Linked DNA regions of Sus scrofa: region 2 is linked to region 1. A link is a contact called in public Hi-C data. All regions are on one chromosome and are shown on one strand. The core of a region is the stretch at or near the end of the contact, and the rest is flanking DNA. Distances in the headings are between cores, read along the strand shown. Region 1 has its middle 130 kb from the start of KLF4. Region 2 has its middle 360 kb from the start of TRNAE-UUC.

Region 1 (3,023 bases), core at 332-2,831:
GTATGTGGGGAATGGGTTCGGGTTGAGGGACATTGTTCTCACATGAGCAGCTGTGAGGGGAACCCAAGTCTTTGGAACCTGTCCAATTCCTCCGAGGGCATACAGGCTCGACCTTGATGTGACCTTTTACTGGGTCTTAGAAAGAGATGGAAAAAGCCTGCCCTCCCAGGAGAGGTGACAGAGCAATTAATAAGGCAGAGTCTAAAGCTTCAGAAATGCAAGGATCCAGGTGCTGAATTCATCTGTTCTAAAGATGAAAAAACAGAAAATCCTCTTTTGGTTCCTATTTGGGTAAAGTTGGACATAAATCATTCTTTGAAAAGGTGTCCGTGGGTGCCTTTGGTTGGAGGGGCTCAAGCCCTTTCCAAACATTGCCTCATTAATCCTGGCAAACACCAGGAGAGAAAGCCTGGATAGGCGGCACCTTTTGTGTCACTGAACAGATGAGACCTGGCCTCAAACTTAAAGACACAGGCAGGTTCCAGGTGGACTAGGACAAGGCCCTGCTGGCTGGTGTTAGCTATGCGTGAGTTGTGGGGAAGGGGAGTGAGGAATGAGTGTGTGTGTGTGTGTGTGTGTGTGTGTGTGTGTGTACTCTCTGTGTGCTTTTAGTTTTCCTAATTGTCTCAAACCAGGAAAAGAAAATGAGGCCGCAGCCCTGGAGGCTGGGTGACATGTTATGAGGAAGTCTTATCTTCTTTGAAAATGCCAGATTTTGGCAAAGATTGAATCCCCTTTTCTTGGCAAGCTTGTCCTTGGTAAATGCTTCCTGTTTATTTCAGCCCCTCCACATGCGTGGACATTACTGCAACGGTGCAGTTCTAACCTGAAAAGCGGAATCAGGAAGGGGACTGGGAGGAAGAAAGAGCAAACTCCAACAAGGGATGCTGGAAGTGTCATTTGCTGCCTTGGGATTGATGTGGGTGTTGAGTCCGGTTTGGTATTTCAAAGTCAAGGAAAGATCTAAAAGTACCAGTGCCTTAGAAATGTAAAATACTTGATACGGTCGCTCCTTTTCCTTCTTTGTGAAAAGGAAAAAGAAATAAAAGAGAAAGAGATCGAAGAAAGAAAAAAAGAAGAAAGGACAGAAAGAAAAGGAAAAGGAAAAGAAAAAGGAAAGGGGAAAAGCGAGGCAGAGGCGATGGCGAGCGCAGAATCGCGGGATCCCGGCTCCCTACCCGGGAGAGCGGAACACTTTCCTCCGCGGCCGCGGGCTCGGAGCTTTTAAGGGTTTCTAATCCTGGAAGGCTGTCTGACATCACCCCGTTTCTTGTCGGCTGATGTTTCGTACAAGCCTCTCATTTCCTCAGTGTTTTCAGAGCACCAATTACTGCAACAATCTCGTGTTTATGTTTGCTCTCTCTCCTGCCTCGCTGGCCCTACGCCTGGAGCCTTTGCCGCTTTCCGACGCGGGGAGCCCAAGGGGGCTGGGTGGGGGGGAGCGGGAGGGGGGAACCTGGATCGGGCACTGCAGAAAAAGGGAGGGGTCCCCCTTAATTTTTTTTCATTGACTTCAGCACCATGTGATCAGGAAGTCTGGCCTCCCTCCATTTCCCCTCCCGACTAAAGGGAAACATTGTGTAGCAGCCGCCGCGGCCACTGGTGGGATGGTCTTCGCCGCCTGACGTAGGGAGATAAAAATAACCGGCATATTTAAGGCCTGAGCAGGAATCCCGGCGCTCACACGCGGCCTGGTCAGTTCCCGAGGCCGGCTGGGCGCGGGGCCTGCGGGGAGGCCCGCGCGCTCCTGCGCGCACCGGAGCGTCGCGAGGGCCAGCGCCGGCGACCTGGGGACCCGGGCCCACCACCCAGGCCAGCCGAGCCTCGCGGAGCCCCGGAGAAGCCGGCAAGAGCAGCCTGGCTCGAGCGCGCTGGGCTGGGCATGGGTTCTGGGTCCTGCCTCCCTGGAGACGGGAAGGAAGGATGCTGTGGCAGAAGGAGGGTGGCGGGGAGCCCGAGGGCACACACAAGCTGCCGCTAAAAAAGCCTGCCTGTCCTACACACCATGGTACCCACTCTTTCTCGTCAAATCCCCCCTCTCCAGCCCCTTGAAATGCTGGAACTGCATCCTGCAAAGCAGGCCTGGGAACAAACAAGAATCAGCCTCCTACACTCCAAAATGGGACAAATCCTTGCAATGTCCAGCAATTTCAGAGGCGAATACAGACTTCCTAGAAGCATGCTATCCAGCCACGCTACAGATTTCCTCAGAACTCCTCACCACTGCCCTCACCTCTGACCTGTCCAGGGACCAGCAAAATAGAAAAGGAGGAAGTGCCCCCCTCGATGAGCCCACGTCCCTGTCTCAGCAGCACAGACACGGTGAACAGTACATGACCCTGTCTGCCATCCCACTGTTTCCTCTTGCGTGCATTCATTTAAACCTCACCAGGGAGGTTCCATGACCCCTATTTTACATGAAAGGAAACTGAGGCTCGGGAGACATGGAATGGTTGCCCAGTGCACGCATGGGCATTGCTTCCCTGAGCCTTAGTCGCCTCCCTTGACTGCATTCACACAGCAGCATGGATGTATCATTCTGGAAACCACCTTTCTTCTGTGCCTCCTACCCCCTAAATAAAATGAATACCAAGCAAAACAGTGGTGGTGAGCTTTCCTGCTGATCTGTGAAATAACAGTTCTGCCCTTGCTCTGGGCCACAGAGAAGTTTTGATTTCAATTAATAATGGGAAATCTCCCAGCCTTCTGATGTCTAAAGGAGCAAGATATTTCAAGATTTCTGGCAGAGTTTTTCACCTGAGCCCAACGTGCTGATGAAAGATGAAATGACACCCTTAATTGTTTTGGCATTGCAGAGATAACGCAAAGCTATTATCTGGGTGGAAAAGGCAAAGATGTTTCATTTAGGGAAAAATCAGTAATTTTCTCACACATGAGGATCGAGACTCCAGGGCTGAATCCCTAAAACAATGCCTGATATTTAAAGCATTCAACCCGTAATAGTTGGACCACATGAAGAGGTTATGGGAATGTGAGGGACAGCTCTCAGAGACAGATTGGGT
Region 2 (3,432 bases), core at 718-3,217, 430 kb before region 1:
TCCTACTTTTTAATATATTTTGTGCAAAAATATCTAATATTTTGTTATCAGTGTGTTATTGTTTGTTACTTCTTTTGTTTTACTTTTAGAAGTCATGTCCTATTTTCAAGATAATTTAAATATTTACGGCTATTTTTATTTTGAAATAATTATTTTCCTTATTTTCAAATAGGTCCATAAAACATATGGAGTTTGAATTGTTGGATATGCAAGATGAGGATCTCTAAAATCCCCATATTTTCCTCCCCATATTTTCAGCCATGTTCCCCAATATCATTTGGCAAATATTGAATTTTCCTGCTTCCATTGTTATATACTAAGTGATTTTACGATTGTTTTCTAGAACTTTCTGTTATGTTGTTCTGATACAGCTGTCCAGTCTGGACAATATGTTCCAGTTTTAATGATAGTAGTATTATATATGTTTTGGTGGGCAAATACTCTCCTATTTCTCTTGTTTTAAACTAGTTCTTAGATATTTTATTCATCCATTCATTTTCTTCTGAATAATTTTGCAACCATTTCCCTAATGTAAAAACCCCAATATGATCACAATAAGCTCATACATTAATTTAATAGATCTGACATCATTCATTGTTCATTGATCCATCCAGCACCTTAAAATCCTTCTTGATTTTGTAAGATTTTCTTTTGAGTCTCTATAAAACTCTGAAGCTTCATTTCCATAGATACCACCACTTTGTTTAAGCTACCTAGGCGTATATTTTAATATGAGTATAATCAATTTTTTCCACTATGTTTTTTAAATGGTTATTGTCACTATATAGAAAAACTATTGACTTGAATCTTAATTACTAATTTATTGAGCTCTCTTATTAGTCCTAGTAGTTTTTGTCTGACTTTTTTTCTTTAGTGCTACACTATCATAGTCAATTTAAGATAATAATTTTATATCCTTTCTTTAGGATTCTTGCTTTCTTTTTCTGATTCTTGCTTTATTATATTGGCTAAAATGTCCAGAAAAATAATAAGTATTAATGTCATTGATGGGTATCTTTGTCTAAATTTTATATTAATTGTAATGCTTCTGATATTTTACCATGAAGCAGGGCAAAGTAGGTTTTCCCCTCAGAGATTGTTCTAATTACCTCCTCAGAATATCTTCATTAGAATTATTGGAAAAGATGTGTGTCAGTAGCCCAGAAATATAACTGTCAACTTTTATGTCATTTGCATCACATCTTAGTACAATGGAAAGAAGATGTGTTTTGGAGTCAGGGCACTTGAGTTTGAATGCTTTTCCCAGCACTTATTGGGAAGACAGTGTGAACAAACATCTACAGTTTTTTTATATCTTTCTCTTTAAAATGTGAGTAATAATATTCCTTTATAAGACTGTATTTAAGATTAATAATATATGGAGAAAATAACCTAAGACAGTACCTGGCAGACAGTAGGTACTGGATGTAGAAGACATCCTATCCACATTTTTTTTTTTTTCCTGAGAACATGCATTGGAAAACCTGAAGAATGAATTTTAATAAGAGAGGTTAGACTTTGCTGATAACTTCTATGAACTTAAACTTTGTCCTCTATGTATATGCAAACTAAATGCTTAGTGCAGTCTCTCCTAACTGGGAAATTTCTAAAAATTCTTTGACTCTCTAATCATAGTCACAAGAGCACCCATTTCTCAGATCCTTTTGTAAAGTAGATGTCAAGGCAGCCCTTGCCAAGTAGGACTACTGCAGAAGGAAGAGGAGAAGCCACTAGAAGCCTGGGCAGCAGCTGCTGTTCCTCGTTGGCTCCTCCTCTGGGAGCAGAGCTGCGTGTTGTTGCAGTTGTACTGTACCGTTCTACTGCATGGATTCATAGTTAACATTTTTCTTCCAGGCACATTTAAAACATTTGGCTCACATCCTACTTGAGCTGTTTTATAAGGGCAATAACTGAGGCCAGGGTGTGCTCTTGTCAGCAAGCAAAGCACGCAGCAGAGGCTGCCAAAGAGTTTCCTGCTCGGGGGCCACCCATCCTTGGCTGCAGGACGCATGGCTGGAGCTCATGGCAGCTTGTACAGAGTGAGAGCTGGAACTTTCTGTTCTCTAGGCTCGTGCTTTGAATTCCATCCTTCAGTCGTGCTGCACTGATCAGTGGAGGCTGTTGTGTTTGCGCTTGTTTGGGACTAGCTCAGAACACATGTCACAGCACTGGTTCAAAACCTAGCTTTAAGGCTGGGAAAAATTTTCTTTAAAGCCTAGCAAGAGTTAGCTAGCAGGCGCAGAGTTCCCACGGATCAGCTGCGGGGGAGAGAGGCATTCCCTTCATCCCACTCTCTGTGAATTAACTTCTGGAATGGGCAGACAACACGGAGGCCAAATGGAGGGTTCCAACACCGCCACCCCACCTTCTTTGAAGTCCACCTTGGCATGAGCTCATCTCTTTTCGTGTATTATTTATTGCCAAGGACTGTAACAGGGAGAATCTGCAGTTAGATCCCTGAAGCTGTTTTTTCAGGATTTCCTTTTATTGGAAGCTGTTGGCTATGCCTTCTGCAGCTGGCTCCATCATAGAGCAAAGGGCTCAGTGTGTCCCCCAAGTGACAGCTGCCTTGCCAGTACAAAGAAGGTTCTGGCTGTGAAAGTGCCTTGATACACTAAAGAACTACACAAGGAACAGGGTATTGTTACTGCTTTACTCACAAGGAAGGAGATAATGCTGTTTGGAAAGAATATAGGCCAAGCCTGAGATGCAAGTCAAAATGACAGATTTTTCATTGACTCACAGTGTCACCTTGACCTCAGTCTTCTCATCTGTAAAATGGCAATGAAAAGATTCACCTCCAAACTTTAAGCCAAGGATCAATAAGTCATGCAGAGTGTTTAGGTCCTCTCTTCCAAGTTCTAGAATTAGTCTGGAAATTTTAAAGTAGTTTGAATGACTCTTTATACTCTGTCATTATTTTCTCCATTTATTTGTTATTCACTCGGTCAGCAGTCAATAAAAAAGCAAAACGCATTAAGTGCCTTTAACATTTTAAGTAATGGGAGTTACTGTTGTGACATAGTGGAAACGAATCAGACTAGTATCTGTGAGGATGTGAGTTCTATCCCCAGCTTCACTCAGTGGGTCAGGGATCTGACATTGCCATGAGCTGTGGTGTAGGTCACAGAAGTGGGTTGGATCCCAGCTGTGGCATAGGCCAGCAGCCGTAGCTCCAATTTGACCCCTAGCCTGGGAACTTCCATAGGCCACGAGTGTGGCCCTAAAAAGCAAAAAAAAAAAAAAAAAAAAAAAAAAAAAGTGTTCAAGATATGGCTCCACCTGCTGACTATCTCAAAGATTAAAAAAAAAGTGAAATGATAATAAAATGTAAAGGATGTTATGGTGGTAGAAATTTCAGGAAGTAAGGGATACACTCAGACAAGTTTATGGTGTGACAAAGGTTTTACAGAAAAAGGGACATTTAACCAA

What was found. Hi-C and Micro-C count contacts between places; a contact is called where the count stands out from the background.
Region 2: a contact with region 1 is called in a Hi-C map of skeletal muscle, with 8 times the contacts expected there. The contact joins two enhancer-like sites. A contact is called at or near these places in 3 of 47 Hi-C or Micro-C datasets (heart right ventricle, mesenteric adipose tissue and skeletal muscle) and 1 of 2 datasets of contacts at active chromatin or transcription factors (skeletal muscle).

The regions. Positions count from the first base shown.
Region 1 is chr1:248,740,284-248,743,306 of Sscrofa11.1, reverse strand. No RefSeq gene overlaps it. Among named protein-coding and RNA genes, the nearest start is that of KLF4, 130 kb to the right of the region's middle. Within about 2 kb of position 1,581, at least 56 of the 83 cell types and tissues checked have an H3K27ac peak or open chromatin away from gene starts, as enhancers often do. A contact at or near this core is called in mesenteric adipose tissue and skeletal muscle, where this site is marked.
Region 2 is chr1:249,172,211-249,175,642 of Sscrofa11.1, reverse strand. No RefSeq gene overlaps it. Among named protein-coding and RNA genes, the nearest start is that of TRNAE-UUC, 360 kb to the left of the region's middle. Within about 2 kb of position 1,967, at least 35 of the 83 cell types and tissues checked have an H3K27ac peak or open chromatin away from gene starts, as enhancers often do. A contact at or near this core is called in mesenteric adipose tissue and skeletal muscle, where this site is marked.